Regions from separate parts of the Mus musculus genome. Here all the other regions are linked to region 6. Evidence: chromatin contacts called from public Hi-C and HiChIP or PLAC-seq data. All regions are on one chromosome and are shown on one strand. The core of a region is the stretch at or near the end of the contact, and the rest is flanking DNA. Distances in the headings are between cores, read along the strand shown. Region 1 overlaps Gm13986 (predicted gene 13986). Region 2 overlaps Gm13986 (predicted gene 13986). Region 3 overlaps Gm13986 (predicted gene 13986). Region 4 has its middle 120 kb from the start of Gm32210. Region 5 has its middle 67 kb from the start of Gm32210. Region 6 overlaps Gm13985 (predicted gene 13985).

Region 1 (3,940 bases), core at 559-3,058, 190 kb after region 6:
ATAATCCAAATGGGCTGAATAAAGTCCTGGAAGGCTATCTTTGAAAACTTACTGTAAACTTAACAAAAGTCTTAGTGGTAGGACTTTTCCATGCCCCTCTCCCTAGGTGAGTAGGGATGAAGTCCAGACTATCTGTCCTAGGTCTTGTCTCTCACCTGTGTTTCCATCAAATAGAAAACAGAAGATAGAAGAGAAAAGGAGTCAGAGGTAACAGGGTGGATGACTAGCCTTGTAGAAGTCTGATATATAGTGGGTCCTAATGAACATGCTGGCAGCATATCATGAATGACTCTCAGGCTCAGAGTTGCAAGGAGTCTATATCTGTGAGATTATAACATTCTAAATCCTACCAGACTTTACATACACTACACCCTAACAAGACAAGAGAGGTGCTGGATTCAAAGCTCCACCTTGTTGTTTCATTGTTTTTGGTTGTTGTTCCTATTCATGTTTGTGTTCTTATTTTTGTTTTTGTTCTTGTTCTTGTTGCTGTTGTTGCTGCTGCTGCTGCTGCTATCACTGTTATTTGAGACAGGGGCTCTCTATGTAAGACTAGGCTGTCCTGGAACTCACAGAAATCAGCCTGCCTCTGTTTCCCCAGTATGCCATCTTGCCTGGCACCTTGTTGATTCTATAGTAAGTACATGAGTGGTTCAGTCAATGTGACTCCTGCCAGCCCAGCACAGACTTCAGGCAGAGTCTATGGGCCAGGACTCCAGAATTAGAAGATGCCAGCTTTGGGAAATCCCGAGTCTCTTGCTAGGTGGTGGCAATTCCTACTGGAAATGAAAAGCAGGAGATTAGTTTCCTCTTCTCCCAACACTAGTCCTGCCTTCACCCAAAACTCACCTTGCCCAAAAGATCTACAAGAAGACAGTTGCAGAACAACTCCATGTCACTAAAGTTAAAGTTGTTCACAAGATGTCACCATAAAGAAACACAGAGCTGAGACTCACTGGGACGAGCTTAGGTATTGGGTTAAAGATAGACTCAACAATTTATGACAAAATGCCACCATTGTCTTCAAGCAAGGTCTGCCCCCCCCCCCCAAGGAATAAGTTCTGGGATTTGCAGTGTTCTGGTTGCAGAACCCCTCCTGAGACCTGCTGTTTGTATTCCTGTTGGTTGAAGGGTCCGAGAGGATCGGATCCACTGTAGGACATTCACAGCACAAGAACACAAGCTGTTCTGCCTCTTTCGTTCACAGCAAATTTCTGATTTCTGGTTTCTCTAACTAAATCACTTCAAAACACCAAGCCTGAGAGTCTCAATGCACTATTCTAATACTTAGGAGGCAAAGAGCAGAATTATACAGAAATAAGAACATTCACTCTAGCAAAGGTGGCAGAAGAGAGCTGAAAACAGCAACAAAAGCAATAGCTTTCATCTTCAGCTTGACAAACATTGACCACTCACCTGGAAGACTTTAGCACTAAGTGGGAGGGGGGAGGAAAGAGAAAGGGAGGGGGAAGGGGAAGGATAGGAGGGGGAGGGAAGGTTGAGAGGAGAGAGGGAGAGAGGAGAGAGGAAGAGGAAAAGAGGAAGAGAGGGAATGAGGAGAGAGGGAGGAGAGAGGAGAGAGGGGGAGGGAATGAGAGAGGGAATGGGAGGAAGACAAGGAGAGAGGAAAAGAAAAGGAAAGGAGAGGAGAGGGGGCATAGATATTTGAAATAGATGCATATGGCTTTACCACCCAAGGGCTAATGCCTAACAAAAATGGTGTGACCAATCTCTCTAATACAAAGCCTGGCACAGATGTTGCTCAAATTGAGGCTAACAAGGTTAAAGTGACCCAGAACTGACTGAGCAGTTTCTTAACAACAGTCAACCCTTTAAGAGGAAGTCAACTTCAGAAGTAAACCACAAACACAAAGAAACGTGTAACCAGCCAAGGCAAGGTAATTCCTGCCATTTAGATTTATTACTATTGTCATTCCTGACTGTTGTACACAGCATTTTGTTTCTTTGAGTTTGTTCAGTCCTGACTCCTAACGGCATCTGTCAGCCACATGCGTCTTTGGATCTTCAGCAACAAAGGGCTAGCATGGAGCTAAAGCATGTGACTTCGTGCACATGGCTGGCTGCAAAGGCTGCCTCCATTCCTGGGGCCACATTTTTCTGCTTTTTTCACTCTGGTTACTGCTCATGACTGGCACTAAATGATTCTTGTCACTTGGCAACAGGGAACCTGCATAGATCTGACTCTCTGGATCTAAGCTCAGGACCACCCTGAATCGTTGAAGGAGAAACATGGGAGGGGAGGGATTGATCTCACCCCAACTTTCCTGTGGTTAGTCAAACCCTCAGCCACGTTTAAGCAACTTAGAAAGCCTCCCAAATGTGTCATCATGACTTACAATAACGCCTTAACGTTTGACAAAGACGGCGAATCCAATGCCTGGTTAATGGGGAAGTGGGTCCTCGTGTTCTGCTCCACTGACGTTGGTCCTCCAACTTTGGTTGTGTAATTACTATTTAGACTTTTCAGGGCCTTTTCAGAAACACAGGAGTATCCCCTCAGCTCCCACCTGTTAAGACCCTCTGCTAAACCAACAGTGCCACAGAATCGTATCCCGTTTCTGATTTTAGCCAAAGGATGTTCCCAACCAAAGAGACACATATTAGCACTATAAGTCTTGTTTATTTGGGGGCATCCACATGGAGACAGGGGGTAAGGAGGAGGTATAGGATGTGGAGCAGTAGAAGGGTGGAAGGGGGTGCAGGGAATGGAATATGGAATGTAAAAAAATAAATTAATTTAAAAAAATAAAAAACCATATACATTATTAGGTTCATAATAAAAAGCTGAGCCTTCTCTTTTCATGCTGATTATCAGGCACCAGGATCTGCAGCATATTTCCTGCAGAGCTATGAGTTGCCTGCCTGGAATCAGAGACAGGCTCAAGAACTCAAGCTTCCCAGGTAAGCTGGATCTCAGGCAATGGAGAGTGCCTGCAGCAGTTCACCACAGCTTCCCTCCAAATCTGGGAAACACCAGTTCAGGAACACTGGCGTCTTTTTGTCCTCATACGGTATCTAGGAAGGCAACTGCAGTGCACAAAATGAGCCCCTGGCTTAACCACATTGCCTGGGAATAGAAAGGATGCCCTTGGAATCCTAAAGAAGGCCACCCCAAAGCTTGATCTCCAGTTGCATGCATCAGGCAAGTAGACACAGGTAACCTAGGAGGGTTAGCACTTGAAAGGAGTTCCTTCTCCCGTGTCATTTTGAATGTTCTGGCTTCCTTAGCCACAACCCAAGAGAAGCCCAGGAGCCATCGATCTGAAACATTTCAAAGGAAGACTAGATTTGTACTAGACCCTTCATGTCCCTACACAGTACCCTACCCACAAGCATTTGGGTTGGGCAGCCCACCATGGCCAGTGCGATCCCTAGGCTGCCACCCACCCTAAGCCCCTTGTGGTTTTGACTACACCAAGTAAATTTTCTTGAAACATCCTTAACACTTCTGGATTTCTGCTTTAATATCAATACATTTATTTTTTACTAATTTGCTTGAGAAATAGTCTGTATTAAGCAGGAGTTTGTTTGTAGCTCTCATATTCCAAATACCATGTTTGACCCAGAATATGATGGAGTGGAATTTCTGGAGTTTGCCATCTACTCTGGAAACAAATTAAGACAAATCAATGATCATAAAATCGAATAGTCACATCTTAAGAGGTTCCATATGCACCATGTTCAACTGTGTGCTTGCCAGAGCCTCAATGCTGGCTGACAGAGTAGCCAGGACAGTTACTCGGTGGGTAAGCCTCAGGAAACATCTACAGTCTAAATGTTTCTAGCTGCATTTAATCAATAGGAAAACTGAACTTCAGACTACAAATGGATGAGCTCAAATATGGAACCTAGTCTAACTACAGAATCCACTTTGTTCCACTTCAATGTTTCTAAACAGCAAGTGAAGAAAAGAGAAAGG
Region 2 (4,202 bases), core at 73-2,572, 240 kb after region 6:
ACATACAAACTTGGAAACCTTCATGTCTTTCCCACTTGGTGCTGCAATAGAGAGGTTCAAAAATCTACTGACTAAAGAATTTAAGAGGCAAATTTACAAGTTTGTCTCAAGCAGCCTTTTGTTTTGTTTCATTACGTTGATTTGTTTGTATTTTATAATTATTAGACACTAACTCTTTGACTAAGTGTATTAGAAAGCTAATGGCCAATATCATGTCAGGGAGACTTTGTGGAGGAAAGGATCGTGGCTTATTTCACTGTGCCAAAGAAAGTCAGTCATAAACCCTGTTGGGAACAACACAGATGCTGCCGTGATAGGATAATTCTCCAAGACTGAGGAAAAAAACCCTCTCATACGTCAAAAGCTAGAACACTGACCAACTCCTAGCGTCAGACCTCAGCCATCAGTGAAAGTTAGAAGCGAGGACTTCAGATTATACCTGCTCACCCCTGATGCCTGCAAAGAGAAAGCCTCAGGTTGCTCTCTACAGCTATCAGGAGAACCCAGCACAGACATTCCCAGACAGCTACAAACACAGAGGGCTGAGGCCTAACTCACAGACGTGTAATCTTGGCCTCAGAAGCAAGTTACTCATCAAAAGAAAAGTCTAGGTTTCCAAAGTCTATGTGCATATGTATGTGTACAGAAGTGGTGTGTCTGTGTGCATGTATGATTTGTGGAGGGCTAAAGTGATTGCTTATATGATTTACCTCACAATTTACATCACCAGCCTCATTTCTACAGTGTAAACATCACCACTGCTTGCTCAACCACGCCTTCTTTCACACAAAATGTACTGAGCCCAGACATTTATCTAGCACTTAGCTTACATTGGATCTAATCTCTCCATTAGCTCAGCAACTATTTTCTACACCTGACAGAAGATTAAACTGAGGCCCTAAATAAAGCTCAAGTTCCTGCAACAGGAAAGAGGGCAGCCTGGAGTAGAACCTGGCCTACTCCAGTCCTGAAGACAGCCCTCTTTCCGTGCAACCTCCTTACGTCATAAATCATCACGTTTCTAGTTCTAGATAGTAAAAAGAAAGATGTGGAGGAGAAAGTTTCTGCTTTACGATAAACCACGCTGATAAAGATGATTCAGTGACTATTTTTGAGATGTCAGAGCTGAAAATGTACAGATTCCACAGCCCAAAGAACCTGCCAAGTCCCAATTGCACAACCAAAGCGGCGCAAGGAGCCAAGGAGGCCAACTGTGTGATGGAAAAAGCACAGATGTCATCTGGGAATGCTCAGAGGCCTGCCTTCAGATGGAAGAGAGACAGTCTTGCTTCCGCCGGAACCACGGCCTTATAAGGCCACACTAAGTTACTTCCTTGGCTGAATCAACCCAGTGCATACTGCCTGTTCGCTTAGATCACAGAGATCCTACGGCCTGAGCATCATGGAAAGAACGCCCCTGCTGGGCGGTGTGCTTAGTCCCCATCCTGAGCTGGCTCACAAACACCTACCTTGTAATAAAGCTGCTATGAGCCTTTCAGTGGGGACATGGGGGAGGCAAGACACTGGGGTCAAAGTGGAGATATTTAGGTCCTCCTGGGAAATTAGTCACACATCATATCCCTTCCTCTCCATTTACAGCCATTTATTTGGGAGCAAAGGAATTCTAAATGAATGAGAAGTCCCTTCCACGCCAACATGTGTTCTGAAGTTCACAGGAAGCCTTCTCCTCTGCCTTGGGGCATGCAGATGAGGCCTGCTCGCAGCTGCGCCTCCAGTGAGCTAATCAGACAGTACATGCCCACAATGGAGAGGGCTCCAGGGAACAGAACCAGCCATTTCTTTGCCTTGCTTCATCAGGCCTCCTGTCATTACACCAAAACTCTAGGAGGATAAAAGGGACTTAGATACCTCCAAGAAGACTGACCCGAGAATATGCATTAAACCGTGGTTAAGAATCTAGGGAAAAGGTCCTGCAAGGTTAAACACACTTCAGAAAAGGAACGTTCACACTCTTGCCAAGTTACTTCCCTTACAAATATTGATTACTCTCTGCAGATTATGCAGATATTTGTCTCAGCTGTTGTTATTTCAATGGCTTTCATTCTCAGCTACAAGAGTAATAGAGCTGTCACAAGGAGCCGATTCCAAACTTCCCCCTGAGGTAAGTCACCGGTGGGTGTTAAGATCCTCAGGAGGGGCGTGCCAAGTTCCACAAGAATCCCAGTGATTCTGAGATGATGGAGAATGCAAACTCTTTGTGGAAACTCACTAAAGGACTTCTCTTCAGTGATCCCTTGTTGGTCTCCCACCATTCTATTAACCCAAACCACAGTGTTTCTGGCTTTATCTTAGAAATCTTCACTCAGTCTTTGATCTCAGTTAAGGTCAGGATCTCTTGTGACAGGAAGGGATGATACAGATGGTGCAGTTCAAATTTCTACCTTGCAGGGCAGGGTCTCTCTCTGGTCAAGTTTCCCCTGTGCACATCCTACTATGGTAGACATTCATGGACACCAATAATTATTAGAAATAATAAGAATCAGGAGTTCAATTCTAACAGGTTTTGATACAATAGTACTAGATTATCTTGGTATTTTTTTTTCACTATGACTTTTTATTTCGACAAAATGAAAGGGGATGAGGCTGTCCATGTGTTGGGTGTCCCTTGTATTTCAGGAATGAGAGTCAGAGATCAACCTGCAGGAATCAGTTCTCACAATCTGCCATGTGGACCTTGAGACTCACACTTGGGTCATCGAGTTTGGTGGCAAGCATCATTACCCACTGAGACACCTCATCATTCTCCTTCACTAGAATTTCTATCAGGCAAGCTCCTCACCTGCCATTGACACCGACTGACAGGTAGATCTTCCTGGCTTACACTTCCAAGAAAACAATGTGTCTTCCAGCAGGAACAATTGAAAGTATTTAACAAGAGTCTCTAACAAGGAAGTTCACTGCATCTCACATCAATTTAACTCTGCTCATATAAATGGTTGTTCTTGGGGGGGGGGCTTTCCAAGCAAAACGGGGCTTTATTTTCTGTCTCTTTTTCCCCACTTTCAGGTATATTTCCTGGCTTGCTGAGAAATGTAAAAGTGAAAGCCGGAAGGAGAGGAACATCTAGGGAGTCATCGCTCAGAAAACCAGGACACCTGACTTCTGACCTCAGCCTTGAACTTAACTAGTTGTGAGACTCAAGGCTAATTGATGAATGATTCTGAACATTAATTATTTGCCTTCTAATTTGTAAAATAAGGCTCCACTCTAATGGGTGACCCTAGCAGCTAGAGACATAGAGATTGAAGTGGCCACCTCCTGTAGCCAGGCAGGACTTCCAGTTGAGGGAGGGGGACACCAATCCAACCATAAAACCTTTGACCCAAAATTTGTCCTGCCTACAAGATGTGCAGGGATAAAGATGGAGCAGAGACTGAGGGAATGGCCAACCAATAATTAGCCCAACTTAATATCTATCCCATGAAGAGGGCCAACTCTTGACACTATTAATGATACTCTGCTGTGCTTGCAAACAGAATCCTAGCATAACTGTCTTCTGAGAGGTTTCATCCAGCAGCTGATGGAAATAAATGCAGAGACCCACAACCAAACTTCGGGTGGAGCTCGGGGAGTCTTGTAGAAGAGTGTGGGCTAGAAGTGAGGGAGCCTGAGGGGGGCAGGGTCAAGGACACTACAAGAAGACCTACGGAGTCAACTAACCTGGGCTGATGGGGACTTACAAAGACTAAACCACCAACCAAAGAGCATGTATGAGCTGGACCTAGACCCCCTACACATTTGTAGCCAATGCACAACTTCATGTGGGTCTCCTAACAATTGGAACAAAGGTTGTATCTAACTCTGTTGCCTGCCCTTGGATCCTTTATCCTGGCTGGGATGTCTTGTCTTGTCTCAGTGGGATGGGATGTGCTTAATCCTGTTGGAACTTGATGTGCCAGGGAGGGTTGGTGTCTGTGGTGGGGCTTCCCCTTCTCTGAAGAGAAGGGGAAAAGGTAATGGGGGAAGGAGTTTTCAAGGGTGCAACTGGGAGGAGAGTAGGGAGAGGCTATGATTGGAATGTTAAATAAATAAATAAGGAAGAAAAGGGGAACTCTATACCATCAACTGAGTCTTCACAAGGAATAGGTGTTTGGCGTGTTTCCATAAGAATCATGCTATTCCTTCCATGTGGGTGGGTGTAGCAAGGTGCACATGGTGGAGCCACTGCAGCATTGCCTAGG
Region 3 (4,354 bases), core at 857-3,356, 160 kb after region 6:
GAGAGACTTAGGAAAGCATCTCACTCTTCTTTCTCTGCCTTTAATCCCCTGCATGAAAAGGAAGCTAACAGAGGCCACACTGAATTGAAATTGAGGTTGGTCTTTCTTTTGTTTTTATAATTAGATTCTTTGAGACTATCAGACAGTGTATCTTGATTATATACCCCCCCAGATCCAGGAGTTCTTCCCTAGTAACCCAACTTTGGCTCTTTGTTTCTTCCTACCACTTGGAGTACAATTTATGCTGACTCTCTACTCCCAGGTGTGTGGGTTCCTCTACGGCTGGAGGTTGATCCACCTACTTCTTGCTTTGGTGAGGCTGAGTGTGAATGTGTGTTGAGTTTGGCCTCTTTCTCCCTTGTTCATACGCATCATTTAACAACTAGTACATACTTGGCTTTCTATCAACATTAGTGTCCATAGTAAATAAAGAATAATTATTAAAGCAATTTCCACAAAACTAGCCTTCACATATCAGGGAAGTTCTCTTTAAGGGATTTTGTTTAATTTCTTCCTCAGTAGAGAAACCAACCGGGTTTGAACTAGGCAGACTATCTCCATCTGTGCTTTCACTCTAAAATATAGTTATTAAAATTTAATAGCAAATTTCACAGATAATTAAGAACCCAACTTTAACCTTACACTTTATGAGAGGAGATTTGCATTCATTTCTAAGTTATGTTAATTCTATTTTTCAATGATAAAGCCTCTGAAATGGAAATGAAAAATAAAGAATGTGAAATTATTAATTTCACTGGGAAGTATAAAGAAAAACATAATAGTCTCAAAAAAAAAGAGATAAGCTCAATTTTTATCAATCTCAAGGCAATGGGCAGAGTCATAACCAAGGACAGTATTGCCTGTATAATCGCCTGGATGCTGTCACACATTTAGATATTGATGGTGAGGAGAAATTAAAGACTCCTCCAAAGTGAAGGTTGGAGGGATTGAAAGGATTTCAAAGGGATTGAAAAAAGTAAAAATAGGGAAACTATGACTTTTGCCTTGCCCAATGGATGAAAGTAAGCTATCAGATGCCCTGCTAGTAGTTTAAGTTAGCAATTAGAGACATGGACCTAGAGAAATAGAGTAGAGTATGTGCAATATACAGAGACAACAGTTCGGAATTCATTCCAGAATGGCACCCAGTGAAATGGTTTATGATGAACTATAAAAAATCTCACACTATACCAACACCAAACACCTGGGGCAAAGGACAGGGAATAAGAGAAGGAAACATTCAAACAGAAAGACAGGGGGTGGAGGGGGCAAGAAGTTAACATGGAGCCAAGGAAGAAAGGTCCATATTCGATGAGCTGATCTCAGCTAGTATGCTCCAATCTTGCAGGAATAGAAGAGACCTGGGTGTAGAAAATGCAATGTGGTGGGTGCAGTACCGAGCTGTGTGTGCCAAGGACCTCATGCACACTTTCCAATGGATCGGGAGAAAACAGGATTACACAGAAATATCACTATCAGGCTCAGTCTTAATGACTATCTTACCTTGTATCTCATTTATGTCAAGCATTTATCTTTAAGCTGCAGAAAGTCTTTTGAGGCTTAGAGAATACTTTTTTCAATTACTGTAGTTTGAGCATTTTATTGTTCTGTCACATTTGGAAAGGAACAGAAAATATGGCAGTTGCAATAGTTTGTGTCTTTGTTGCTGTTTCGCAATATGCCCAAAATCGTGACCAAAAGGAGCTCGGGGACAAAAGTGTTTATTTTAGCTTACATTTCCAGGTGACACTTTACCATTGATAGAAGTCAGGACAGGAACTCAAGGAAAGAACCTGGAGGCAGGAACTGACGCAGAAACCACAGAGAAACACAGATTATTGGTTCCTCTTCCATGGCTTGCTCAACTACCTTCCTTAGATAGAGTAACCTCTCTGGGGTTGGACCCTCCCACATCAATTATCAATCAACAAAATGCCCCACAGACATATCCACAGGTCAACCTCATAGATGCAATCCTCAATTAAAGTTGCCTCTTGCTAGATGACTCATTTTTGCCAAGTTGACAAAAAAATAGCCAGAACAGCACTCTATGGCTGGTATTTGTGTTAAGCCTAACCTGTGTCTGAATCATAGGGTGAGACTGTTAGGTACCCCAATTTTTGAGTGGCATAGTCAGTTTTAGATGATGTGAGAATGTGGGTTTCCCTTTCCTGACTTTAATAACTTTCCATATTTGGATCAAATGTTATATAGACCTTGAGGTTTCACCCTTTAATTGATTAAATATGGAAAAATTGGAAAGAACACATGGCTGGAATTTATATGACCATAGTGCTGCTATGTGGTGAGGGAGGTGGAAACTAGAGAGAATTTCTCTCCATGTGTGCCATCTATCTTTCAGTGACTTCCCTGATCATGTTATTTATCTGCATTAGCATTTTTGTGGTCTAGAAATTACAAACAATTTTTAATAGTCCTCTGAAAAGAATGTGAAGTGTGGAGCAATCTGTGGAAAACACATTTTTGTATAATTCTGTCAGGATCTAGAAAAAATATCTTGTTCCTGCAGTTCACTTCTGCTTAGGAATTGGTCCAACAGGAGACAGAAGGAGAAGCTGAAAGTTGGAGAGGCTTTCCCTCTTCTTCAATAGACTATACTCACGCCTTCAGTGCTTAAACTCATGCTGCTGCTTCTAGCACTTCCAGGTCATGGGGGACAGGACAAAGGTCTACTAGCTGCCAATACCACATTTAATGTAGCTTATATAAGCCTGTTACTTTGGGAACAACAAAATAAATCAAGTAAGACTTTCGTTCTCAGGGCTATAATGTTCAACAACAATAATAAGTAACAGCAGGAAAATAACCAAAATATTACACAAAATGTGACGAATGACTGAAGGAGTTCACATTTCTACTTTTTAAAATACGGTAAAATAGATGTGTAAAAAAGTACAACACACAATAAAAAATATAGTTTCTTGGAAAGATATTTTAAATATTTCTCAAAATCATTATTAGAAAAATAATAAAGGAAAAGTAGTCCATGAGAGAAAACAAAAACCACATGAGAGTGAAATTATAGAACAAGGTAGAACATAATCTGGTGTTTCCTTCATCAGCATCTGTAAATTAGGCTGTGAGCATCATTCTGTACACTAGGATGGAGTGTGGTGGTGTGGATGAGAAAGGACCCATGGGCTCATAGAGTCAAATGTGCAGTTTCCAGAGAGAATAACTGTTCAGGAAGAATTAGGAGCTGTGGTCATGTTGGAAGAGATGTGTCATTGGAAGAAGGCTTTGAAGTTTCAAAAGCTTAGCATGCACAAGCTCAGCTTTCTCTCTCTCTCTCTCTCTCTCTCTCTCTCTCTCTCTCTCTCTCTCTTAAAGGAATGTACAAATTCTCCAAATTGATTCATTTTTCTATGGAATTTTACTTGCATAAAGTTTTAAATAAAACTAACAAGGCATGTTAGACGCTAATACCACTCTGATCTTTAAATCTCATTGGACAGGAGTCAGGGGGATAGGGCATGGCAGGGGTTTCTGTGCTACTGAGCATGTTTCATGTTTCTTGCTTTATATGTTGGCCAAAGAGGACTGGTTATAACAGTTTACCAGGCAGAACTATAGGTTCCAGGATAGTGGTGAGTGTGACCCATCACCTTTGTAGATGACAAGATCATATTGCAATGTTAAAAGGTTAGGCTTGCCCACCATCTCTTCAGATGCATGTTTGAATTGAGTAAAATGTGCAGAAGAAAAGAAGTTTGGGGTCTATACTATTTTAGAGAAGTCTGGCAAACATTAAGAAGCAAGTGGCCCCCACCTTAAACAAATATTTTGGACAATAGGAAAGAGGGATTACACACACACACACACACACACACACACACGTAGTTTTCAAAATAAGTAATATTTCATTGTCACCACAGAGCAAGATAGTACAAGGAAAGAAAAACTCATGCTTAGCTAGCCCTGGGAAATGCCCTAAACAAAACCTAAAGAACTTAAACCTGACTATGGAGAGAGAGAGAGAGAGAGAGAGAGAGAGAGAGAGAGAGAGAGAGAAAGGAAGAAAGGAAGAAAGGAAGAAAGGAAGAAAGGAAGAAAGGAAGAAAGGAAGAAAGGAAGAAAGGAAGAAAGGAAGAAAGGAAGAAAGGAAGAAAGGAAGAAAGAAAGAAAGAAAAGAAAGAAAGAAAGAAAGAAAGAAAGAAAGAAAGAAAGAAAGAAAGAAAGAAAGAAAGGAAAACTATGATCAGGCAGTATATATTTATCCTAGCAATACAAAAAAAGAACATAGAAATATAATGTAACTCTTTGGAATAGTGAAACCAAAAAGAAAAAACTGAATGATTATCCTCACCCAAAGAAATAACAATTGATACATTAG
Region 4 (4,216 bases), core at 1,134-3,633, 220 kb before region 6:
TTGTCCACATCTTTTATTGATTATGCTTCTATTCTATTCATCATTCTTATGTATTCCATTTTTTAATCCATTTTCAAACTGGTTATTGATGGTGAATAGCAATACAACTGGATAACTGGATTTTATGTGATAATTAATACCGTGCAGTTTTTCTGCCATCACAACTTACCCATAGGATTTATCCTGTTTTCTGTGCCATAACAACACACCACAGATTCAACCACTCCCATTCAACTTAGATTCAACCACTCCCATTGCAAGAGTCTCAAAAGTCCAAATTGAAGATACTGCAAATTTCATGACTGTGTATGTGTACTTTCTAGATGAAGGTGACTTCTGCTGTGCCACCTCTGCCAAGACTCACTTCTTCTTTTTTTTAAATGGTTTTAGAGCTTTATTGTAGAAAAGTAGGGGTAAAGAGAGAAGGTAGAAAGAAGGGGGATAGGCCTACCATGGGCACATGGAGAGAGCGGAAAAGAGAGAGAGGGAAGGAGGGCTAGAGAGTAAGAAAGGTGAGAGCTTAAAGGGCCAAGACCCACTTCTAATCACGTTGGAAGGTAACATTCCAACAGAGATTTGGGAATCAATTTTTTTTAATATAATTGAACTTTCTACCATGAATATGATAGCATTTGAAAATAGGACTGGTCCTTTTTTGTCTCTCCCTAGACCATATTTCATAATGGCTGTTATTATGACTTACGGTCCAGTACAATGGCAGTAGAAGTGATTAAATGAACCTCTCCTTTTCACCGAGTGTAATGGAAAACCTTCTGAGGATTTTTAGTGTTTAATGTTCTCTCTAATTTCCTTTCAAGTGTGTGATGGTGGGGTGTGGCTCTGTGAGCCTGCAGAGGGTATGTAACCCAGCATGGCCTTCTAGGCTGCCTCAAACTTTGCATGTGATTTTGGTGGGGCAATTGTGCCTGTATGCATTTAGAAAAAGTTTGCAGGTTTGTCAAAAGCTACAAGAAAAATATTTGGACCTCAAACCTCATCTTGATATCAAATCATAAAAATTCTGCTGTGCAGTGATGCCCACCGTGTGCAGCGAACACACTGATTTGGATGTCTTTTAAAGCCACTTGTTCTCCTGCCTTCCCAAATATATCATGCCTTCCTGAGCTAAGAGAAGACAGGTATTTATCTATGAATTTCTTAGAAAAACAAAGAATGAAGAAAACAAATTTTTCTATAATAGGTATATTATTGTCCAAATAGCATATTTTCATCTTCCCTCGAACAAAATATAGACTAAGAGAAAGAAAGAAAACCCATTCATCAGTCTTTCCCACCGAGGAAAACTCCCTGTTTTCCTTCACTTGGTATCCCATGTCTATGTATATACAGTATGAGTATGTGTCATAAGTCATGGTCTGATTTTTATCAGCCCCATGCAATGAAATACCCCAAACTTTATTGATCATAAAAGCATCTAGACAGATGACTACTAAGCACAACTTGACTGTGGTTAAAGTGTCTGGTGTAGGGATCTGTGTATTTCTAATTCTTTAGAAGATACACCCAATCCTTGGATGCTCCTTCAATAATTGCTGTTGTAACTCATTTATTATCAAATTAAAATTAAGTGCTGGCAGAGCAGTATAAGCCTATAATCCCAGGACTGGGGATACAGAGACAAGAGAATCACTAGTTTGAGTCCAGACTGGGCTATATAGCAAGATCTTATCTTAAAAATAGATTATAAAAACCAAACCAAACCAAACCAAACCAAACAAACAAAAACAGGCAAAAAAAAAAAAAAAAAAAAAAAAGCAAGCAAGCAAATAAATAAATAAATAAATAAACTTATTAAAAACTCTAAGAGAAATGTAGAAACCTGGAGATAAATCCTATATTAAGATTTTGGGTGGGGGGCAGGGGCTAAGGGAGTAGAGTGAGGAAAGAGCAAATTAGAACAAACTGTAATGATATATTAGCTATGAAAACCACAGTTTTGTAGACTTGCATAAAAATTGATTTTAAACTTTTTTTTTCTAGCAACGGACAAAGGCATAAACCAGAGATAACAGTTTCTGCCTTTTGATTACCCAAAGAACCTGGAAGTATGAAGAAAAATCTCCTCACAACTGGGAGTCTAATAAATGGTTCCCTTTCTTCACCAACTGACACTAGTAAATAAAGAAAAGAGAACTTCAAAGACCTAGAATGCATTCTTTCTTTTATGGAATTTCAAGAAAATTCACTTTACTTTGTATTTGCCACCCCAGTTTCTCAAAAAGCTCCCTCAGATTTCTGGGGTTGTTTTTTTAAAATTTTTTTATTGTTTTTTTTTAATACCAATTATCTCTCACAAATTCGTGATGAGCCACAGCTGTGGCCTTGGCTGGCCTTGACTTGAGGCATTTTGTTGACTACTGAGGTTGAGACAGGCCAACCTATCAGACTGAGCTGGCTCTCAGCAAAGGCTCTGTCCAAGAATCCAGGCTCCTCCGTGACTACAAAAAGCAAGCAAAGAATGTTTCTCGAGAAGGATTTTATGTTGAGCTGCTCATCATTTATGCTGGTGTTGAGAACATGACATTACAACAAACTGGACCAACAGCAATTTTACTGGTGTTCCTAAGTAGTTCCAATGCTTCTCAGTGAAAACTGGAAATCAGGCAGCAGTGTTAACAGACTTGTGAACACTGAGAGCTTTTTCGGTCTGATGGACTTAGTATTGACACACAGATGCATACATCTGCTTTTATGTTTTGTCAAGAGAGGGGTTTGAGAACCCTGTCTTAGTTTGATTTCTATACCTAAAGAAAGCCTCCATTCTCACTAGACTCCTTATAGTGCTTTTAGTGAAGATGAAATAAGAAAACTTGTCTAGGCAGCTGGAAGAAAGACAGTCAAGCGCCCCCTGTGGTGCCACTACAGTGGGAGAGTGGATGTGTGATGGAGGGTTGGGAAAGAGTGGAGTAAGTGATAGAGAAATGGGAGAGAAAGCAAAAGGGTTCATATACTGTGGAGAAAGGGGGAACTGGAGACTTGATAGAAGTAAGGAGCAGGCAGATATGAGGAGCCTGTGACCACCTGAGGCCACAGTGATATCCTGGCCCCGGGGCTGCTGCCAAGGGCTTTGTCTGGGTCTGTCGTCCTACCACAGCTGGGGTCTGTGTCAATGTCTGTGGTATGAGGTACCACCAAAGGCCATGGTCTGGGCTGCCACCTGAGACCACATGGATTTCTGAGGACAATGCTGCTTCAGGGGACATGCTGATATGAGTGGCCTATATTGCCACCTGAGGCTGAGGTGACAGTTGGGTCCATTCTGCTGTCATGGATCATCCCTGGGTTTGTGGTCCTATCACAGCTGGGGTCTGTGTTGATGTCTAAGGCCCAGATTATCACCAAAATCCATATGCATGTCCCTGGTCTTGGCTGGTACCAGAGCCCATGTTGAAGTACCAGCACTGTGCTGAGCTGACCATGCCCCTCACTCACTGCTTCTCTTGTGAGAATAGGCTCTGTAACTTTCCTGGATAGCACAGTAGAGCTGACCATGATGGTGGGGACCACCAGTGAGCCAGCCCAAGGGCAAAAGAGTTTGTTCGCAACATTTGTCTAAGGAGGGGTGGTATAGGTGAGGAAGAGATGCCCTCTCTACTCTTCTTCCCTAGCTACCTGCCTCAGGTAAGACGGCTGGACCCTGAGAGTATGAGAGTGGGAGAGCTGGCCCTGCCCCTTTCCTGCTGCAGTATTGGGTGAGCTAGCCAGGGCAGTGCTGGAAAGCTTGCCCTAGTCAAGTGGTATGGGAGAGTTGACAGGCTGACCAATTCAGCTACCACCCAGGACCAGATCCAGGGTTTTGATCACCACAACATCCACCCCATCTGTGAACTGCTAGAGCCCATTCAAAGGTTGGTCCTATAGATCCAAAGCTACAGGGTCTCCATGACCCATGATGTCAAAAAGGAGAGTCCTGGTGAGGGTCCAGTATTGATAGTGTAGCAGAAATCAGAGGCATCAAAACAAACCAATGACTCGTTGCAAGCAAAGCTGTGTGGACAACAGGGTAGACTGTGTGATGTACTACAGCTTCCATGACTCTATATATATATATATATATATATATATATATATATATTGTGGGGAGGAGCAGGGAAAGATGAAAGGGCAGGTGTCGGATAAGAAGGGATGAGGAGATGAGTGGGATTGTGGTGCATGATATGAAACTCACAAAGAATCAATAAAAGCTCAAAAGAGT
Region 5 (4,026 bases), core at 786-3,285, 170 kb before region 6:
GTACTTGTAATAGCCGAGTCACATCTCCAACCCCTCATTTGCCTTGTAAAAGTACCAGTTTTATTCACTGTTCCCCTTTATCAATATTTGAGCCATGTGACACAAGGGAAAGTATCATAAAAATTGCACATCTGTAAATAAGTTTTTTAGTGACTAGGGACATAGCTTAGTGGTAGCATACATGCCTAGCATCTGTGAAGCCCTGGCTTCAATCCCTAGTACCACAAGAAAGAAAATTGTGGATGAATCCAGAATTCATAGCTTTACAGAAGGAAAGAATCACTATTTTACTGTGGCTCTATCAATAATAACCTCAAAGGTGAAACAATTTAATGACCTAATCTTCCTTTAGAACAGTGGTACTCAACCTTCCTAATGCTACAACCTCTTAATACAGCTCCTCATGTTGTAGTGACCACCAACCATAATGTTATTTTTGTTGCTACTTTATAACTGTAATTTTGCTACTATTTTGAATCATAATGTAAATATCTGAAATTTAAACGATCTTAGGTGGTCTCTGCGAAGGCGGTCATGACCCAAAGGTTGAGAACCATTGCCTTAGTGTCTAAAAGCTCAGTGGTAAAGAATTTGCATGAGATGACTGAAGTGCTGAGTTCAGTCTCCACTACAGAGAGATGGGAGATGGGAAGAAGAGGGGAGGAGGAAGAGGCAGAGAACGAGGAGGAGGGAAGGGGAGGAGGAAAGGAGGGAGGAGAGAGGGAGAAAGAGAAAATTTTATGGAAGGCTCCCAATTCTAAACTTGCTAATTGATAACAAACCTTGACAAATGAGCTCATCTCCCTGGCTCGGCTGCATTCGTTCGGAGGTGAAGTGCCATCTTTCTCTGCACAGCTATTGAGAAGGTCAGCAGAATGGTCTCTATGGATGAGAGCTGATTTTACCATTTGCCCATGCTGTGAAAATTTTAGACCAGCCTTTGGCACACTCTGAATAAGCTAATGAGTTCCTAAAGTTGTGAAAACTGCAACAGATTGAAATTAAAAAAAAACAACAACAACAATTTATTCAACAAAGATAAATGGGTTTCTTCCCATTGCCAGGCAGTTTAATTCAAAATTGTCTAAGATTTGGAAATTTAAAAATATGAAAGAAGTTTGTGTGTGTCTCAGATGTGTGTAAAATGTACTCAGAACTGTAAGGAATATGTTAAGAGTGCTTGATGCTCTTTTCTTTGTAAATTAAATGGTTGCTATCAAACCACCTCACTCTTATCAGCATGACTTTCAGAGGAGCATATACTATTAGTAGCTTCTTATACATTATTTTAAAATATGCGTGCAGGGACTGGAGATAAGGCTCAGTAGTTAAGACCGAAGTCTTACAGAGAATCCACGTTTGTTTCCCAGCTCCATGTCAGGTGCCTTGAAACTGCCTGTGACTCCAGCTCCAGGGGATCTGATGCCCTCTTCTGGTCCCAGACCAGTCTCATACACATGTGCATGTGTGCACGCACACATGTGGAGAGAGAGGGAGAGAGAGAGAGAGAGAGAGAGAGAGAGAGAGAGAGAGAGAGAGAGAGAGAGAGAGAGATAGGTCTATGCACACAGATGAAAGTCATTCTTTCAAATGTTCATTTGCAAATGGTTACTATTTGAGTAAGATATGATCTAAGTGCTGATTTCTAGATATTTATAGTATTTCTCGAATGCATTACGGGAAAGAAGAATAAGAGTATGTGTGTGTGTGCATATGTGTGCACGTTCATGTAAATTGTTTTTCCCTTTGACTCACATGTAACACCTGTGTAGTGAAATCCACATGTATTTGGAGAGTTCTGATAAATACACACATCTGAGTAACCCTTAAAATGAATCAAGATGTGAAATACTTCTATACCAGCAAGATTCTTCATGCCCCTTTCTAGTAAAACCATGTTTTAACTCCATAATCCTGGCCAGCACTCTGTTTTCTAACAGCACATTTTATTTGCTGCAGGGTTTACATACACAGACTTATGCAGCATCACCTGTGACTGGCTCCATCTGGCCACAACATGCTTCTGAAATGTGTCCTTTGTATTACACACATCATGAGTCAATATTTATTGTTCCATTGTATAAATATTCCCAAGTCTGTGCACTCGGTGCATTTCCTTCTCAATAGACACCTGGATGATTTCCAGTTTTAGCACAATGCATAACAGGAATACAAGAATTTGTAAAAACTATTTTAGTGGACATCGGCAGTCACTGCTTTTCAGGGTGCAGCTGATGTTTCATAGAATCTCTGTGTTTACACACATGTCCAGCTTTCCAGTGCAGGGGGTGACACTTTACACACGGATGCCGGATGAGGCATGCAGTGATTCAGCATTGTTATCAGAGATTGGACCTCTAGTATATGAAGTGACATTTTAGTTTTAAGTTGATTTTCCTAATAATCATTTTAGTAACTTCTTCTTGTGGTTCAGGGACCTCTGGTATCTTTCTTTGTGAACTGTCCCACCAAAGGTTTGGAAAATATATTTATATAATATTGGATATTAATATATATTGGAGAATACACATATGTATAAAGTGGTATAGTAACTCTTTATACTACCTAGTAGAGATCATTTCAGAGGCATGCCTTATACATATGTTCTCCCGGATCCTGGCTTACAACTAGTTTTCTTAATAATAAATAGAGCTTTGTTAACAGATATTTTAAATTTTGAGGGATTTCATCTTTTTTCCCATTTATAAACAGATTTTCTATCCAAGCTATGGATACTTTGCCTACTTCAAGAATGGCAGAGATTGACTCTTGTGTTTTTCTAGAAGTCTGGTGTTTATATCTATGCTTATGATCTATCTATCTATTCATATGATCTATCTTGACTGTTCTATGAAATAAAAGTGGAAGTTCATGATAGAAACATAGACATCAAGGTGTCAAAATCACTCTCAAATAGACTTCCCTTTTGATACTGATTGATTTGAAGAATCATTTTGGTGCTTTTTATTTAATACATAGTCACTATATGTGTGTAGTTCTATTTCTAGATTTTTGCCTCACTTTCTTAAATTCATTCATAAATTCATCTTCTCTCTCTCTCTCTGTCTCTTTCTCGCTTTCAATATATACATATACGTGTGTGTGTGTGTGTGTGTGTGTGTACCTTGCATTCATGAAATGAGTAACTTTATAATAAGGTATTTTGTGATTAGGTGTTGTAAACCACCTCTCATCTTTGTTCTTTTGTTTCTCTTGAAGATATTAACATATTTTATTACCCAAATTCTCTAATCTATGATATAGTGCAGTCTTCAGATTGTATAGATCCAAGGATTCTATGGGACAAAGACACATTATAGTGTCAGGCTGCTTCACTCCCAAAGGCTCTCAAGCATTTGACTCCAGGGTTTTATTTGACATTGGAGCAGGCTGAGAGATTCTTCCTTCTGATTCACTGGCCCCATCCATCATGAATGGAGACTTGATATTGTTAAATCACTTTCTACAACTGTTAAAAGAGCCACATGTTTCTCTCTCATTCTTTTCTTTGGCCTTTATTCTGTTACCACGTGGTCACACTGATCGATGTCCAAGTGGAAAACTATATTGCATTACAAGTAAGACTACATTGCATTATGAATTTTATATATTGCTGAATTTGCTTGCTAACATTTTGTTAAGGATTTTTATGATTTATGCATGACAGGGATTTCCCCATAGTTTTCATTTTATGTTTTTGCTGGATTTGGTATTGTGGTAATATTGGACTCATAAAATGTGCTGGGAAACATTTCCTTTGATTTCTAAAAGAGTTTATGTAGGATCAGTTATGAGCTCAAAACATCTCATAGTATTTTCTTATCTTTTTATGAGTTGCTTCTTCAAATACACATTAACTTTGTTTACTGTATCAATATAGGTGGGTCTTTAAAATATTTTATTTAATTTTTAATTATGGTGTGTGTGTGTGTGTGTGTGTGTTAGTGCAAATACCCATGGAGGCCAGAAGAGGTTGTCGGATTCCCTGGAGCTGGAATTACCAGTGGTGGTTAAGTTGATGCTAGG
Region 6 (4,433 bases), core at 1,187-3,686:
CTGGGCTATATATGAAAAGGTTGGCTAAGTGTGACCTGAAAGTGAGCCAGAGAGCAAGCCAGGAAGTCATGCTTGTCTATGGTTTCTACTTCAAGCTCTTGTTTGAATTTCTACCCTGACTTCCCTCATGGATGGATCTGACAGTGTAAGGTGAAACCAGTCCTTTCTACATTGCTTTTGGTCAGAGTGTTTCATCACAGCAACAGAAAGGAAAGCAGAATAGAGAGAAAGCTACCACAATGTCTGTACTATTGGATCCTTATTTTTTTGTTTCATCTGTTTCATTTGTTTTCATTTGTTTCACTTGTTTGCTTGTTTGTTGTGGGGTCAATTCTGGTTTTTAAAACATCAAAACGAGTATAGTACTAATGTGCCAGTGACTGACTTTTCTTGTAAGCTTTTTCCCTAAAAGGAAGATCTGTTAAGATAGGTGTAGGCTGCCTTGTAGCTTTCCTTCACCTTGGAGATTCCTTCTCTATGATCAGAAACTATTGGCAGGCCCATCTGGTTGTGCTCAGCTTATAATGGGGATGCCTAGGCAGTACGGTGGCACTTACGTGAAATGCAGGTACAGAAACCCTAGTGTTAGCTGTAGGGCAACCTGAACATAGTGAAACTCTGTCTTAAAACCTAAGGGAAGGGAACCCCTCATTGTAAATACATTCAAAGTTATTTTCATGGCCAGCAACAACACTTAAAAATGCTTAATATATTTAATATACTTTAGGCTCTGAAATAAACAGTTCACAGTAACCATTTCCTGAAAGTTTCAAAGCAATTCCTTAAAGTGGGCTGGGCTTCACAGAGGAAGGAAGTGCAATTTGGGGGAAGGGTTAGTTTATCTGGGTCCTTGATAAGCAGAAGGCAAGAATTCCAAAGCTAGATCAGTGCAGACTTCGTAAGCAGATGGAAATGATCATGGTTTCTCTGCCTCTTCGACTAGGAAGATTGGAGCTTTTGATGATGACTCAACAAAACAAACAGGAACTTTGCAGAGCAAAATGTCAACTAAGTATTACTACCCCATTTTTGAACCTTTCTCACTAATTACCTCCCTTCTCGAGACTCCTGAATCCCATATTGCAATGACCTCTCCTTTGCCACCTTCACATGACGCGTGGCCAGCCTTCCCTCCGAGGACTTCAGAAGATCCTACCTCCTCACTGGGCTTTTGTTAATCTGTGGTTTGATCCTTAGGGCTCGATATCTTCCACAGAACTATGTTAACAGCACGTCATGCTTTGACAACTAAATATAAACTGGGAGTTTCTACTTCTTGCCATTGTACCAACTAAAAGCAAGAGAAGTTTGCTTCTGAGGATGAAAGTGCTGACCAATTGAAAAACAAAATCTTTCTAATGTTATCTCCTTGCCAACAAAATGCTCTTTTGCTAATTTTAAATGCAGGTCTTGAGTAATAGAAATCATGACAGGATAGCTCCTTCGGGGTATCCTAACAAAGACTTCATTTCAAAATACACCTCATGGAGGCATTTAGTGATAGAGGACATGGAACCATGGCTCTTTTCTGAAAAGTTGCTGAACAGCCACTTAAATGCCTGATATCATAGCCTTATTAGGGTGGAGGATACAACACAGACATTTTGATTTCTAACCATACAATTTCCCTAGCAATATTCAAGTGTTTCCAAACATCTGCTTCTATTTATCTCTTTATTTTTCTCAGATTCCTTCTGAGCTCATTGGATGATTGGATGACCTTGACATTACAGTTGAGCCCTAAATCAAAACATTTTACATTCTACATATTTTTTTCCAAAGAAGGTTCAGAGTTATTATCCAAGTAATTACAGATTTCATTTCTGGGACTTCTTATCTCTTTTGTTTTCCACATCATAAATAACTGGAATTTTATGTTGACAAGAAAAGTTTTATTACACTTTTTTTTTTTTGCACTTTTGGGGATAGAACTCATGGCCCTGTGCCATGCTTAGCAACCACTGTACCACATCCTAGCTCATCTATAGAATATTTTGTGAGGAAGCATGATTAAGAAATTGCATATGACTTCTGGTTACTTATATAACTCAGTTGATTGTCTTCTTTCTTAGCTAAAGATAGGCAGGGAACTGGCCATGCTGAATTTCAAATGTAAACAAGTAAAATCTGATCTTAAGTGACCAGAAGGGAACTGGCAAGTTTGAATACAGTCCAATGCCTCTAAAAATGATGAAATATGGTTGCATGTGTGGAAGGGAAAAAACCTTAGGGAACCTCACAAAGGTATACTACAGGAGGAACACACATATGGTTCTAAGTGAGGGAATCTCATACTATTGGTCTTTCAGACAATTGCCCCTAAAGAAGCTCAATGATTAATCCAAGGTCACATAATGGATTTCTGCCGACGTGAGCTTTCCTGTTTTCCTGGGCACTATGTCTGAGAACTGAGGGTGTGACTCATTCACTTCTAAGCCCTAGAGGGACATAGTTGCACAATTTTCCACAGGTATTTTGGCAGCACCAAGGGCATTTGAATCAGAGCATATCTCTGTTTCCTTCTGAGGAGAGAATGCATGTGATCCAGCCAGAGATCTCACACACACACACACACACACACACACACACACACACACACACACACACACACTATACACTCACACACACACATACACATGCACCACTGCCCCAGAAAATTTCACGGTAAGATGACTACCTTTTTGTTACTAGGAACTCTACAACTTAGCACTAGACAGTATTTATTAAATACCTTTTAGGCATCAGAGCGATCTGCCTATAAAGCACTGCCTTCTTTTACCTGATCTTGATCTATGACTAATCAGCCCAAAGGCTTTGGACAAAACTTTGAGTCAGGTTCACTTCTTGGTAACTGGGAGAAAGTTATCCCGCCCTTCTTATTGCCTGGAGTTATTGTGTAAGTTGAATGAACTAGCACATGGGGAAAAAAAACTACAAAATGATTGTTGAAATATAATGGACACAGATAAAATAGCTTAATCATAGATGGCATGTGATGCCAGACACATGTCTACAAATGTGACATATCAATCCAACTAAGATACAGCTGAAGAAATTAGACACTATCCCAGGATCTCCTCTCATACTGTCTATGGATAAACTCTATTCTGGGTTTTAATAATATAAACATGTTTCACCTTATATGTAAGTGTCGTTTTTTAAATTTTACTCAGAATAATGTTTATGAATTTCTTTCATGGTGTTGTATGCTAAGGGTTGGGGATCTTCATTCTTCTTGTCCTGTTAATTACACTGCCATTAACTGTATGAACAGATAATGTTTCTTTACTGTTCAACTCTTTGGTTACTTTCCAACTTGACCTTTTTGCAGTTACTCACTTCTGCTAAGTCTATACTGGAAACCAAATGGCTGATTCTGCAGGCATCTGCACATCTAGCCAATAAATATGCCAAGTGGTCTTCCAATATGGTGACTACAGATTGCTTGCCTAGTAAGACTATCTGATGAATATCTGTGTTTGATGTATTTTACTATTACTTTTTATTTTAATTTAGTTGAATAAAATATTCTTAATAAGCTTATCAGCAGCACAAGTTTGGAAGAACAAATCTTTCTTATTTCAAGCTCACCACAGTCACATGCAATATCATTGGGGTTCCATGATATGTAATGGCTGTTGTCATTTTACTCAAGGCTTCTAGAGCTATGAAAATTAATTGAAGTTAAGTCTGTATGGATATATCTATATTTATCTTACTATATAGAAGGAGAGAATCCCAAATTTGCTAAATCTATGTGCAAATAGAATGTATATGTTAGCCCTACACTTCTAAGACTGAGGCAGGATATGCATAGTTTATTTCTCAATGGCATAATGCCCTGGCAATGGCTGTTTAAGGAGTATAATTTAAATAAGTAACAACCAGCCTGATATTTCAAAGCTAAGATCTTTGACCTAAAATGTTTTGTAATAAGTTCTTTCAGCCTGAAGAAAGAGTGGAGACCCGTCAGCCTAATCCCACACCCTATAGGTGAGGACACTAAAGCCACAAACAGACAGGCCATACTGGGTTACTATAGTGGCTTAGTATGAAGATGAAAACCAGAACCCAAGCCTTGAAACAAAAATATGCAAACAAGCGAACAAACAAAAACAAAAGACAAAAAGGGAAGGAAGGAAAACAGAAAGAAAGAAAGAAAGAAAAAGAAAAAATTTAAAATCCAAGGGCAATTTAAACATTTTTAATTTTTAAACTAATTATAGAACTGTATAACAGTTGCAAAAAAAAAAAAGGTATTTTAAAACCTAGTGAAAATGGATGAGATCAAACCCTTTATTATATCAAAGCCTAGAGATCCTTTGCTTCTGTTTTCTGCATTCCACTTCTTACCAGCATGACCTATCACCAGTAAAAACAAATAAAGGGAGTGAAGGAGCCAAAACAAATATCTCCCTTTATACTGTGGTCAA

Evidence for each region. A called contact is a pair of places that touch in the nucleus more often than the background predicts. HiChIP or PLAC-seq counts read pairs in DNA pulled down with a chosen protein or histone mark.
Region 1: a Hi-C map of uterus shows a contact between it and region 6, with 2.8 times the contacts expected there. The contact joins two enhancer-like sites. A contact is called at or near these places in 6 of 484 Hi-C or Micro-C datasets (colorectal tumor organoids, epidermal suprabasal cells and uterus) and 1 of 115 datasets of contacts at active chromatin or transcription factors (a colorectal cancer cell line).
Region 2: a contact with region 6 is called in a Hi-C map of uterus, with 2.1 times the contacts expected there. The contact joins two enhancer-like sites. A contact is called at or near these places in 8 of 484 Hi-C or Micro-C datasets (adipose-derived mesenchymal stem cells, embryonic fibroblasts and uterus) and 2 of 115 datasets of contacts at active chromatin or transcription factors (fibro-adipogenic progenitors and pancreatic cancer cells).
Region 3: a contact with region 6 is called in a Hi-C map of the C2C12 cell line, with 2.3 times the contacts expected there. The contact joins two enhancer-like sites. A contact is called at or near these places in 1 of 15 datasets of contacts at CTCF or cohesin (the NIH/3T3 cell line), 6 of 484 Hi-C or Micro-C datasets (the C2C12 cell line, the F1.1 cell line, the HL-1 cell line and 2 more) and 2 of 115 datasets of contacts at active chromatin or transcription factors (the NIH/3T3 cell line and vascular smooth muscle cells).
Region 4: a Hi-C map of uterus shows a contact between it and region 6, with 4 times the contacts expected there. The contact joins two enhancer-like sites. A contact is called at or near these places in 2 of 484 Hi-C or Micro-C datasets (fibroblasts and uterus).
Region 5: a contact with region 6 is called in a FOXA1 HiChIP or PLAC-seq map of pancreatic cancer cells. The contact joins two enhancer-like sites. A contact is called at or near these places in 2 of 115 datasets of contacts at active chromatin or transcription factors (fibro-adipogenic progenitors and pancreatic cancer cells).

The regions. Positions count from the first base shown.
Region 1 is chr2:117,994,508-117,998,447 of GRCm38.p6, forward strand. All of the region lies in intron 8 of Gm13986 (predicted gene 13986), which reads right to left. Among named protein-coding and RNA genes, the nearest start is that of Gm25308, 81 kb to the right of the region's middle. Within about 2 kb of position 1,809, at least 70 of the 459 cell types and tissues checked have an H3K27ac peak or open chromatin away from gene starts, as enhancers often do. A contact at or near this core is called in uterus, where this site is marked.
Region 2 is chr2:118,038,304-118,042,505 of GRCm38.p6, forward strand. The region is part of intron 4 of Gm13986 (predicted gene 13986); the gene reads right to left. Among named protein-coding and RNA genes, the nearest start is that of Gm25308, 38 kb to the right of the region's middle. Within about 2 kb of position 1,323, at least 52 of the 459 cell types and tissues checked have an H3K27ac peak or open chromatin away from gene starts, as enhancers often do. A contact at or near this core is called in uterus, where this site is marked.
Region 3 is chr2:117,957,270-117,961,623 of GRCm38.p6, forward strand. All of the region lies in intron 8 of Gm13986 (predicted gene 13986), which reads right to left. Among named protein-coding and RNA genes, the nearest start is that of Gm25308, 120 kb to the right of the region's middle. Within about 2 kb of position 2,107, at least 30 of the 459 cell types and tissues checked have an H3K27ac peak or open chromatin away from gene starts, as enhancers often do. A contact at or near this core is called in the C2C12 cell line, where this site is marked.
Region 4 is chr2:117,585,183-117,589,398 of GRCm38.p6, forward strand. No RefSeq gene overlaps it. Among named protein-coding and RNA genes, the nearest start is that of Gm32210, 120 kb to the right of the region's middle. Within about 2 kb of position 2,384, at least 13 of the 459 cell types and tissues checked have an H3K27ac peak or open chromatin away from gene starts, as enhancers often do. A contact at or near this core is called in uterus, where this site is marked.
Region 5 is chr2:117,635,521-117,639,546 of GRCm38.p6, forward strand. No RefSeq gene overlaps it. Among named protein-coding and RNA genes, the nearest start is that of Gm32210, 67 kb to the right of the region's middle. Within about 2 kb of position 2,036, at least 7 of the 459 cell types and tissues checked have an H3K27ac peak or open chromatin away from gene starts, as enhancers often do. A contact at or near this core is called in pancreatic cancer cells, where this site is marked.
Region 6 is chr2:117,800,460-117,804,892 of GRCm38.p6, forward strand. It overlaps Gm13985 (predicted gene 13985), which reads right to left. Exons shown (of 3, transcript NR_126427.1): 3 at 4,190-4,433. Among named protein-coding and RNA genes, the nearest start is that of Gm13985, 10 kb to the right of the region's middle. Within about 2 kb of position 2,437, at least 51 of the 459 cell types and tissues checked have an H3K27ac peak or open chromatin away from gene starts, as enhancers often do. A contact at or near this core is called in the C2C12 cell line, pancreatic cancer cells and uterus, where this site is marked.